Regions from separate parts of the Anas platyrhynchos genome. Here region 1 is linked to region 2. The links are chromatin contacts, called in public Hi-C maps. All regions are on one chromosome and are shown on one strand. Each heading gives the region's core, a stretch centred on a gene start, on an enhancer-like site or on the middle of the called end of the contact. The rest is flanking DNA. Distances are from core to core; before and after follow the strand shown. Region 1 holds the start of HS6ST1 (heparan sulfate 6-O-sulfotransferase 1). Region 2 overlaps HS6ST1 (heparan sulfate 6-O-sulfotransferase 1).

Region 1 (4,392 bases), core at 1,394-3,893, 35 kb after region 2:
AATAAGACAGTTATGAAGGCTATGGCTCCTGACGTTCCAAAAACAAATGGCAAAGAAAATCTCATTTACAAGCATTTGCTTCTGGGTTTGGATTTCCCAGAGTTGCAGTAAGGAATTTAATTGTTACTTCACAACCTGAAGTGCCCTCTTCTCAGGTACCTATACAAAAAAAAAAAAAAAAAAACAAAACAAACACCACACCACAACTGCTAAACAGGATGACACAGTTAAATACTGAACACAGAGCAGGTTTGAGTACAAAGTTACCAAGGGAAGCACACAAGGCTTTGAGACAATCTATAACACTACACAGGTCTTTCTAAAAGGTTAATGGTTTGCTAGCTAAGTGCCAAGGTTCACAAAATGGGTATATATTTTTTTTTTTGTTTCTTTTTTTTACATGAGATTTGAACTTTGAGCATTTTTCCTCAGAACGCTAGTAAAAGCTCAACAGCAATCAGACAGGCTCGGGGTACTTTCCTTAGAAGTGTTTTCAAGCACTTTGTTAATAAAATAAGAGACCAAAACAAAGCCTAAATTAGGCTCAGCCCTTTAGATATATGCTTCAGTTTGCTGCTCCTGGGTCAGGCAGCATGACAGCAGCCTGAGTATAGTACTTGGATGACTAACACCAAAACGGGTTGAAAGCAGCAGCAATCATGACAGAGACAATAAAGACCCCAGCAATTGAGCACCACAGCTCCAATGAAAGAAAAATGATTAAAAATAGCTTCAAAAACGCAGAGAAAACACAGCTATGATGCTAAAAGACACTTTCTTAAAGGTCACTTTTCAGTAAAGGGATTATGTGTGGTACTAACAACACACGTATAAATAAGGCATATGGCATATGTTAGGATAAGATTTTATATACATTTAAGAATGGAACCTCAAGGCAAACAGGATACAAAGTGCCATGATAAAAACAGACAAGTTAAGGAAGGCGTGTGTGGTGTTAAGAAAGTGATCAATTTAAAAACAGCAACAAAAAAGCTAAACAAAACCTCCTGCAGTGAAAGGCACAAAGGCACCCCGAGTTATAAGAACATAATCTTTGGCGATTTTAATATAAGCCGCTGTCTTTATCAGCGTACTTCAAACAGAAAATTCCTCTGAAGCTCATCACGTATGAGGAGACCAAGGTAGAGAAATAATAGGCTAAGAAGGCAGGAACACACTGTGTGTCCAACAGGGAGGCACTGGTGGGTGCTTTAGGACAGCTCTCCCACTCGCCTGCTGCACAGATGAGGGGCCACAGGGAACAGGTACGAGTATCTTCTTTCCCTACAGCAGGTCTCTCACCAAAATTTACAGGGAGAAATATAGGAATGGGTGTTTAGGGGATGTTTCTGCGATGCACAAAAACCCATCAGGCAGATTAGGTGCATGTGTGTGTGAGGACTGTGAGACCGGTGTGCACCTCAGCTGCACCACAGCAGCTCCAGGTGGAGGGAAGGGACACGCAGGTCAGGGCAAAGGAGATTACAAAGGTATAGTGGGTGCTAGAAGGCGGTGAGCGATGAAAACAAGGTGTTTAGAAACGAGCATAAGCGGCACCAAGATGTGTGTTTGCCAAGGGCTCTGTGGGGACCTGGTGCAGGGCAGGGGCTGAGGGCAAAGCAGCCAGGACGCCGGAGGGAGGGAAGGTGCCAGGCACAGGCTAGAGGAGAGCAGGGCAGGGCAGGGCAGGGCAGGGCAGGGCAGGTGGGGTGGCCTGGGGGCCCGGTACCTGGGCGTCTTGGCAGCGGCGCTCTCGCGGCGGTCCAGCACGCCGGGCACGCAGTTGGTGAGCTCGGTCCAGTCGGCGTGCAGCCCGCAGCTCCAGCCCGTGGAGAAGCGGGAGAAGAGCCAGGTCTCCCTGCGGTTGGGGCGGTAGCAGGTGCACTTCTTCTGGCCGGGCCGGCAGTCGCAGGGCACCTCCAGGCGCACGTTCTGCACCAGGTGGCGGCCGAAGGTGGTGCCGCCCGTCTTCTGGATGTGCAGGAAGACGATCACGTCCTCGCCCTTCATGTCGAAGGCGAGCTCCCGCTCCAGCTCCCGCACGGGGAAGTAGTACTTCTTCACGTAGTGCGGGTCCGGCGTGGGGAACAGGTCCGGCTCCTCCGCGTAGGAGCGGCCGCTGGGCGACCCCAGGCTGAGCCCCGGCCCCACGTACTGGTACAGGATGAGCATGAAGCACACCGACACGGCCACGATCAGCAAGAACTTGCTGGTCCTCTCAACCATGGTCCTCCCCGCACGCTTCATGTGTCACCATCTCCCAGGGCTGCCGGCGCTCAGCAGACGGCGGCGGTGCCGGGGGGGCGGGCGGCGGAGCCGGGCGCCTGTGCCAGCCGCCTCCCCCCTGCGCCCCGCAGCGGAGCCTCCCCGGGGGCGGCCGGCCGCTCCCCGCCTCGCCTCGCCTCTCCTCTCCTTTCCTCGGCTCCTCGCCGTCCCCGCCCGCCCCGGCAGCGGGGCAGGGGCAGCCCGCAGCCAGGCGCTGCGGAGGGGCCGCGGCAGAGCGGCTAACTCGGGCGGAGGGGCGGGAGGGGGCGGAGAGGGACCGGAGCACAGAACCAGCCCCCTCCCCGCCCCCCGCCTCAGGAAGCCAGCCCCATCCCGCCGCTGCGCCCCGGCCCCGCCGGCCCCGGCGCGGCAGAGCCCGCCCGAGCCCGAGCCCGCCCCCGCTGCCGGTTGCGCTGGGGCCCGGCCCGGCCCGGCTCGGCTCGGCTCGGCCGGCAGCGAGCGCTTCCTGCCCGCGCCCGGCATGCACAGCGCCCGCCGCCGCCCGCGGCTCCGCCCGCGCCCGCCCGGCCCCCGCTCCCCTCACGGCTCCCCTCACGGGGTCGGGGCGGGAAAGTTTTGTCAGCGCCCTGCCTCGGGCTGAGCGGCCGGGCGGCCTCGCACCCCACGGGGACGCTGCCACGGGGCTCGCTCGCAGTGCAGGAGCCCCAGCGGTTAAGCACAGCGCTGCCCGGCAGCTGCCAGGTGCAGCCCTTGCTTGCGGCAGTGCCCTGCGTGAGGGGGGAGTGAGGTGACAGCCACCACCTAGGCAGGAGTCCGTGTCGAGTTAATAATAGGAGCAAGTGCCAACTTCTAGCAAAATCTCCAGCTAAGATGCTGCATCCCCCGTACCTGCTTCTGTTGGTGACAGTTGTTCCCAGTACTCTAAGTACTCTGCCTCGATTTTTAGCACCCACCCTTAAAAAAATCCCAGCAGATAATGCTTTTTAATTCAAGTTGCGTTTTGCAACAAGACAGCATGTGTGTAGATGAGCCATTGTTAAGCACTGTGTCAAATTTTAAGGGCTTAGGAGGAAATGAGATCCCAGATTTTCATTTGAACTCCATGACTGATAAATCTGCTAGATTTGGAGATGGCTGCATCACTCACGAGTTGTGGAGCCCCAGTGAGTTATGCAGTTCTTCCCAAACAAGTAACGATAAAATGTTTATAGCACCCAAAAGCATCATATATTGTGCTCATACCATTTTTTTGTTTGATATTTCCCTCTTAAAAGCCTGCTTCTGATTCGCCTCTTTTCATGTAGGCTACTAACTCCAGAAACAATGATGTCATTCTGATACACAAAGTTTGGCAGCATCCAGCAGCCTAGTATGAACTCAGTTTAAAGGTTTGAAATTTATATTTTGATTTGGGAAATACAGGCATATATATATGTGAGATTTGTATACATTTGGGCTATACACCACAGTACAAAAAAGCAGTCCAGATTTTAGTATTGCAATGTATTTGCCCATGGTTGTAAACATACAAATACTTAGAAATGCCCAATATGGGCTATAAAAGATAAACGTACCACAAAGGAAAATATGGAGAAACAGTTTTCTTTGCTGCAGCACCTTCCACCCAGCAGTGTGGAACAGCCAACACAGTGGAAGTGGTGGGAAGGCATGTGTCTTTCTGATAAGCGCCCACACACAAGAAGTACAAGGCATCCTGCCTAGGAGATGCTGCTAAACCAAAGCTCTGGGACCAACGCTTTCATTTTTACCGAAATGCTGTGGAATCCTTCCTTGCTAATTCTGTGTGGCAGAAATGCTGGTATTTCAAAGCTGCTTACTGCTATGACTCGCCTAAGATGATCACTTAAGCAAATACTTAAATCAATCCTTATTTTTACTTAAGGTAAAATTCCACTGAAAACAGTGACAAAGTAGTTCTTTGCTACACAGGGAATTACACATCAAGTGCTGCATCCATGCTAATTTAGACCTGGGAAGATCTGAGCAGAGTTAAAATAGCACTTCCACTTCAAACGGGGGAAAGAGATGGAAAATTAAAATAATAATAATAAAATCATGTTGTTACTGTCACCTCTGCCTGCTTATTCTCTGAATTTAACTAGACCATGCGTTTAGCCATTACTGCTCATCACAAGATCAATCTTT
Region 2 (4,362 bases), core at 246-2,745:
TGCCCTGCCCACCCTGCATGCCTGGGGACCTGTATGGACACCCACAGAGCTCATCCGGGAAGAAACGCAGTGATACTGAAGCCACAGACCTCTCATTTTACACTTCACAAATGGTTAGGGTATTTGCTGGATATGCTTTGAAATAATTATTTTTAAAAGAGAGACTTCTTCCCTCAGAGAAGAATTTTCTGATAATTGTGCCTTTTTTCTTTTTTAACTGATCATTGTGTGTTTTCCAAGTCCATTGGCATTGTTTACTTCCCCTAAAATTATTACCAGGCCCACAGATATGATAGCTGGATGTTTTTGTAATATGTTTTTCCACATTTTTGTGGGTTGTTTTTCAGTCCCTTGGCTCTGAACAGTTTTGCTGTCACAAACCACACAGATCACAGCATCTCCCGTTCCCAGCAAGAGGACAACCTGGCTCTCATTGAAATCTATGGGAGCTTTGCCACGGATAGCAATGCATGTGGGATCAACCACACAACCCTTCGCAACAACAACAACACAAACATTTTCATGTCTGAATCACTAATACTGGAATAAGAAGAAACAACTTTTTTCTCCTGCTAATAGTATGGAAAAATCTGAGTATAATTGCAATTCAGCTGCTGCCTGAAGGAAGGAAAACAAAACCCAATGAAGCTTTTTATTTTATTTGCTGTTTACTGAAAGGATGAATGATCCATCTGTGCCTTCCTACTCCATTTAGGAGAGGTGCCTAACACTGGTAAAGCATCCATGAAATTCCTCTATATATTGTGGACAGTATTGCCCTAAATCTTAACCACGTTATGCAAATACCCCACACACTTTCTAGGCTGCACACTGCCGGGGTTCCAGTAATACTGAAAGCATTTATCAGTAGATTTAATTATATCCCCAAATACTGTATCTCACTGTCAAGTTTTGATTTCAGCAGTCACAGCAGTGCCCTAGGTAGAAGAAGTATCTTTGATCAAAAATCCAGAACCTAATGGTGATTTTAAGGGCAAAGGAAATAGCCTAACATAGTAATTCCATCTTTCCTTTCATCAGCACCTCCATAGCTCACATTTGCTGTGTCTTTCTATTTGCTGGAGGCCACATACACTAATAACATACTGAAATAGAAGTGGGCATTTTGTTTATTCAGGTAAGACCCTGGCACCAGGATCATGACCAAGCACCAACACCGCTTCACTGACTTGTACTGTTCGCATGCTTCAAACAGGAAATGAAGCTACAAGAAGCACTATTGCTATTTTAATTCTATTAGTATAAAGCAGTCAAAACCAGAAAGGTTACATCATTTATGTATTAAAAAAGACACTAGACAGCCAAGGATCCCACGCATCATGTTCCTGCTTCCTATCAATGTACGGGACACAAGACAGAGTGAGCCCTGCTGCCCACCCTCTCGCTAATACTACCAGACAAACTCACACTGCTGCCAACCGTGCCAAATCTGCCCTCAATAAACATAACACTGCGCAGGCACCAGACACGTGGCAGAGGAGTCCTCGACCTTTGCTACAGGAAAACTTGCTGACTCAGTTTTCTGCTGTAATTCCTCTGCTCAGCAGTAAGGAACAGTAACTTTAATGATGGGATACCTACTTCAACTTAAAGCAAACGAGAAAGTAGCTGTTCTCATCTTTTCTTTCTTGCCATTTTTCTCTTTTGAATCATCACCTGCTCAGCTGCAAATACAAACACCCAGTAAGCAAAGTGTTTAAAAGAAAGCAGAAGAAAACTCGACCTGTAAAATAGTTCTGTTTAAACCCAGCTCCCAATGACACTCAGCTGTGTCAGAAAAGCAGGCTCCTCTTTTTATGTGAGCAACAGGCAGGACAATCTGTGATCAAGCAATGAATCAGACATGAATGAAGGGTATAAATTCTCTTGTATCTTCAATGCCATTTAATCTTTGATGAGGCTGATGATGCATTTTCCTGATATCACCCAATCGTAACCTCCAGCAACACAAGACCTTTCTCTATATCCAAGGTAGGGAAAGGATGTAGTTTAGACTGCAAGACGTCAACTTTTCTTTTCACCAGTGCATGTGGTAACCTCTGAAAAGAATGAACAGCAGTAATACAAACAATAGGCTTTTTTGGATCATGATTTCAAAGATTACCACCACAGATTTACTTATCTCTAGAGACTATTCAGTGGGTGCTTAGCAAGACACCTTATGTCAAGAAATGCAGTTGCATAACAAGACAAAAAGGATCTGCTCGAAGTGGAATGCAGCCACATCTGCTAGCAACACCACACAGACTCTGTGTTCAAGTCTGAAGTACAACTGCTCCTTTCTGCAGCCCCTTTAAGTGTGTTTGAGGTCGTGATTCTTTTCAGAACAGAGAGTTACTGATCATAAGGGCTGCTGTTTCATAACCAAAAAATCAGCTTGTTGAATTATTTCTTATAATTTAAGTGGCAAGGAGGCAGCTGGGATTTTTCTGAATCAATGCACATCTCTTTTATAAACTCAGATTCTCTTTGTAAAGCATTGATAAAAAGCAGGAAGCAATTTCTAAAACTTTGCTTTCAGCCTATTATTTTTCACTTTCAAGAGCAAGTCTTTCCCAGTCCAGTGAGGAGGACTCACTGCAGAGCTGCAGCAGCAAGTGAACTGTCAAAACATGTTAATTCAGTGCTCACAGCTATATAAACTGAGAACACAAAAAATTCAAGACAACCCAGAAAATTCCAAGACAAAGCCAGTTACCTTTCTTTCTCACAACAAAACAAAAAACAAAAAGATATTCCACACAAAAAGGTCACTGGGTCAATAAGATGCTGGAGAAAACTTACTGCATAAGCGAGATGATAAATTGTCCCATTACTTGAAGTCCTGAATTGAATAAAGAAATCAAAGATGGACACTCACGTACCTGTATGGCTTCTGTTGTGTGTATTCATACTTATGCAAGAGGCACAGAGTTAAAATACTGTATTTTTAGACACTGTAATGTCCGATGGAAAAAAGACCTTAATTAAGGACTCTTATTTTTAAACATGCATTTCTCAACTGTTGTGAGCTGATATCAAGCTTTTAATGTTAATTCCAGGGCCAACATCTAATGCCTTTTCCCCAAGCAGACATTATAGTATTGTTTCTTCCCAAAAAAGCATTACTACACTCATCCATGCAAACATTTATGTACCAATACCGATGCGTCAACTAAACAACCTGTTGACTGACTGGTAGCACATTGTTGCTGTGTCTCTGCATCAACCACCAGGTGCAAGTTGCTCATTTGTTTCAAGTTATTCAAGGCTGAGCAGTGACCACACAGTTAAAGCCACTTTTTCCTCATCATCATATCCATCTACCAACAGGCAAAGAAACCCGTAGTTTTGTTACAGTTACAGAGAATAGCCCCTCTCTCTTTCAGAAGCTGCCTTGCCCTCCAGAAAGGAACCCAGATTTGCCCAGCTCTCTAACAGGGCACAGTGTGGTGCAGTTGTTCTGAATTGGAATTTTTCAACAAGTTCTTAATAGCCAGTTGGCACAAGAGAGCTTGATTTTCTTCGTGATGCTGGCATTCCCTCCTGTTGCAGTGGCTGTTTAAGAATCCTCTGGTGATGCTGTATTAAGATCTCACGCATGGTACATTAGCCCAGTGACTCTGCCTTTGGGATACAAGATGGCACAGCACATTCCATCTACCACAGACACTGCTCCAGTAGGTGGAAAGAATCATTGTCAGGAGCATTTGCAGAATGGTTGCACTGCTCCACTGTGCCTCATCTGCCTGCTTTATCAAACTCCAGGTTTTCCACCAGGTAGTCTGGACTGCAGTTGTCCATACAGAGACAACTAGCTAACCACAAATAAAAATAAGGTAAAGAATGAGAAGGAAGCAAACAGCGCAGGTGCAGGCTTCATTCCATGTTTGTATTTACTGTAGAGATGGGGCTCCAGGTTTTGTTTTTGCTTTCTTCCCCCTCTCCATCTCCTTTATCCACTGTTTCAAAGGACCACATTTGGTGAAGGTTGTTCATTGCACGCACATTTGCCCAGAAGGTAAGCAGTGATAAGGGCTGGTACGGAGCGGTCGCCTTGTCCCCTTGCAGGATAAGGCACTGCAGACTGATTCCCCAGCCTCAGGTTAAACCCCCAAATCTAAGCTCTGAACTAAATTACTTCTGCATTGTCAAGAGTTTTATGAATATTTTTCCAGAGCTCCACAATCAAGATGCTACAGAAATATTTAGAGACACTTGCTATTCTCACTCTAGCATCACCAACAGCTTTTACAAAAATACATACATTATACCTCACACTTTGTGAGCTTAGTCACAAAGAAAAAGCAAGGCAGCCTCATCTCCTCTAGGGCCCTTTCCTTTCCACCATGCTGCCTCTTC

Evidence for each region. Hi-C and Micro-C count contacts between places; a contact is called where the count stands out from the background.
Region 1: a Hi-C map of subcutaneous adipose tissue shows a contact between it and region 2, with 2.0 times the contacts expected there. The contact joins the promoter of HS6ST1 here to the enhancer-like site in region 2. A contact is called at or near these places in 3 of 8 Hi-C or Micro-C datasets (F1 follicle, skeletal muscle and subcutaneous adipose tissue).

Annotation. Positions count from the first base shown.
Region 1 is chr9:17,652,591-17,656,982 of IASCAAS_PekinDuck_T2T, forward strand. HS6ST1 (heparan sulfate 6-O-sulfotransferase 1) reads right to left here and starts at 2,644. Exons shown (of 2, transcript XM_027463893.3): 1 at 1,730-2,644. The coding sequence starts at 2,247. It overlaps LOC106020114 (a long non-coding RNA gene), which reads left to right and starts at 1,156. Exons shown (of 3, transcript XR_002406465.4): 1 at 1,156-1,265.
Region 2 is chr9:17,619,201-17,623,562 of IASCAAS_PekinDuck_T2T, forward strand. The region is part of intron 1 of HS6ST1 (heparan sulfate 6-O-sulfotransferase 1); the gene reads right to left. Among named protein-coding and RNA genes, the nearest start is that of HS6ST1, 34 kb to the right of the region's middle. Within about 2 kb of position 1,496, at least 5 of the 8 cell types and tissues checked have an H3K27ac peak or open chromatin away from gene starts, as enhancers often do. A contact at or near this core is called in F1 follicle and subcutaneous adipose tissue, where this site is marked.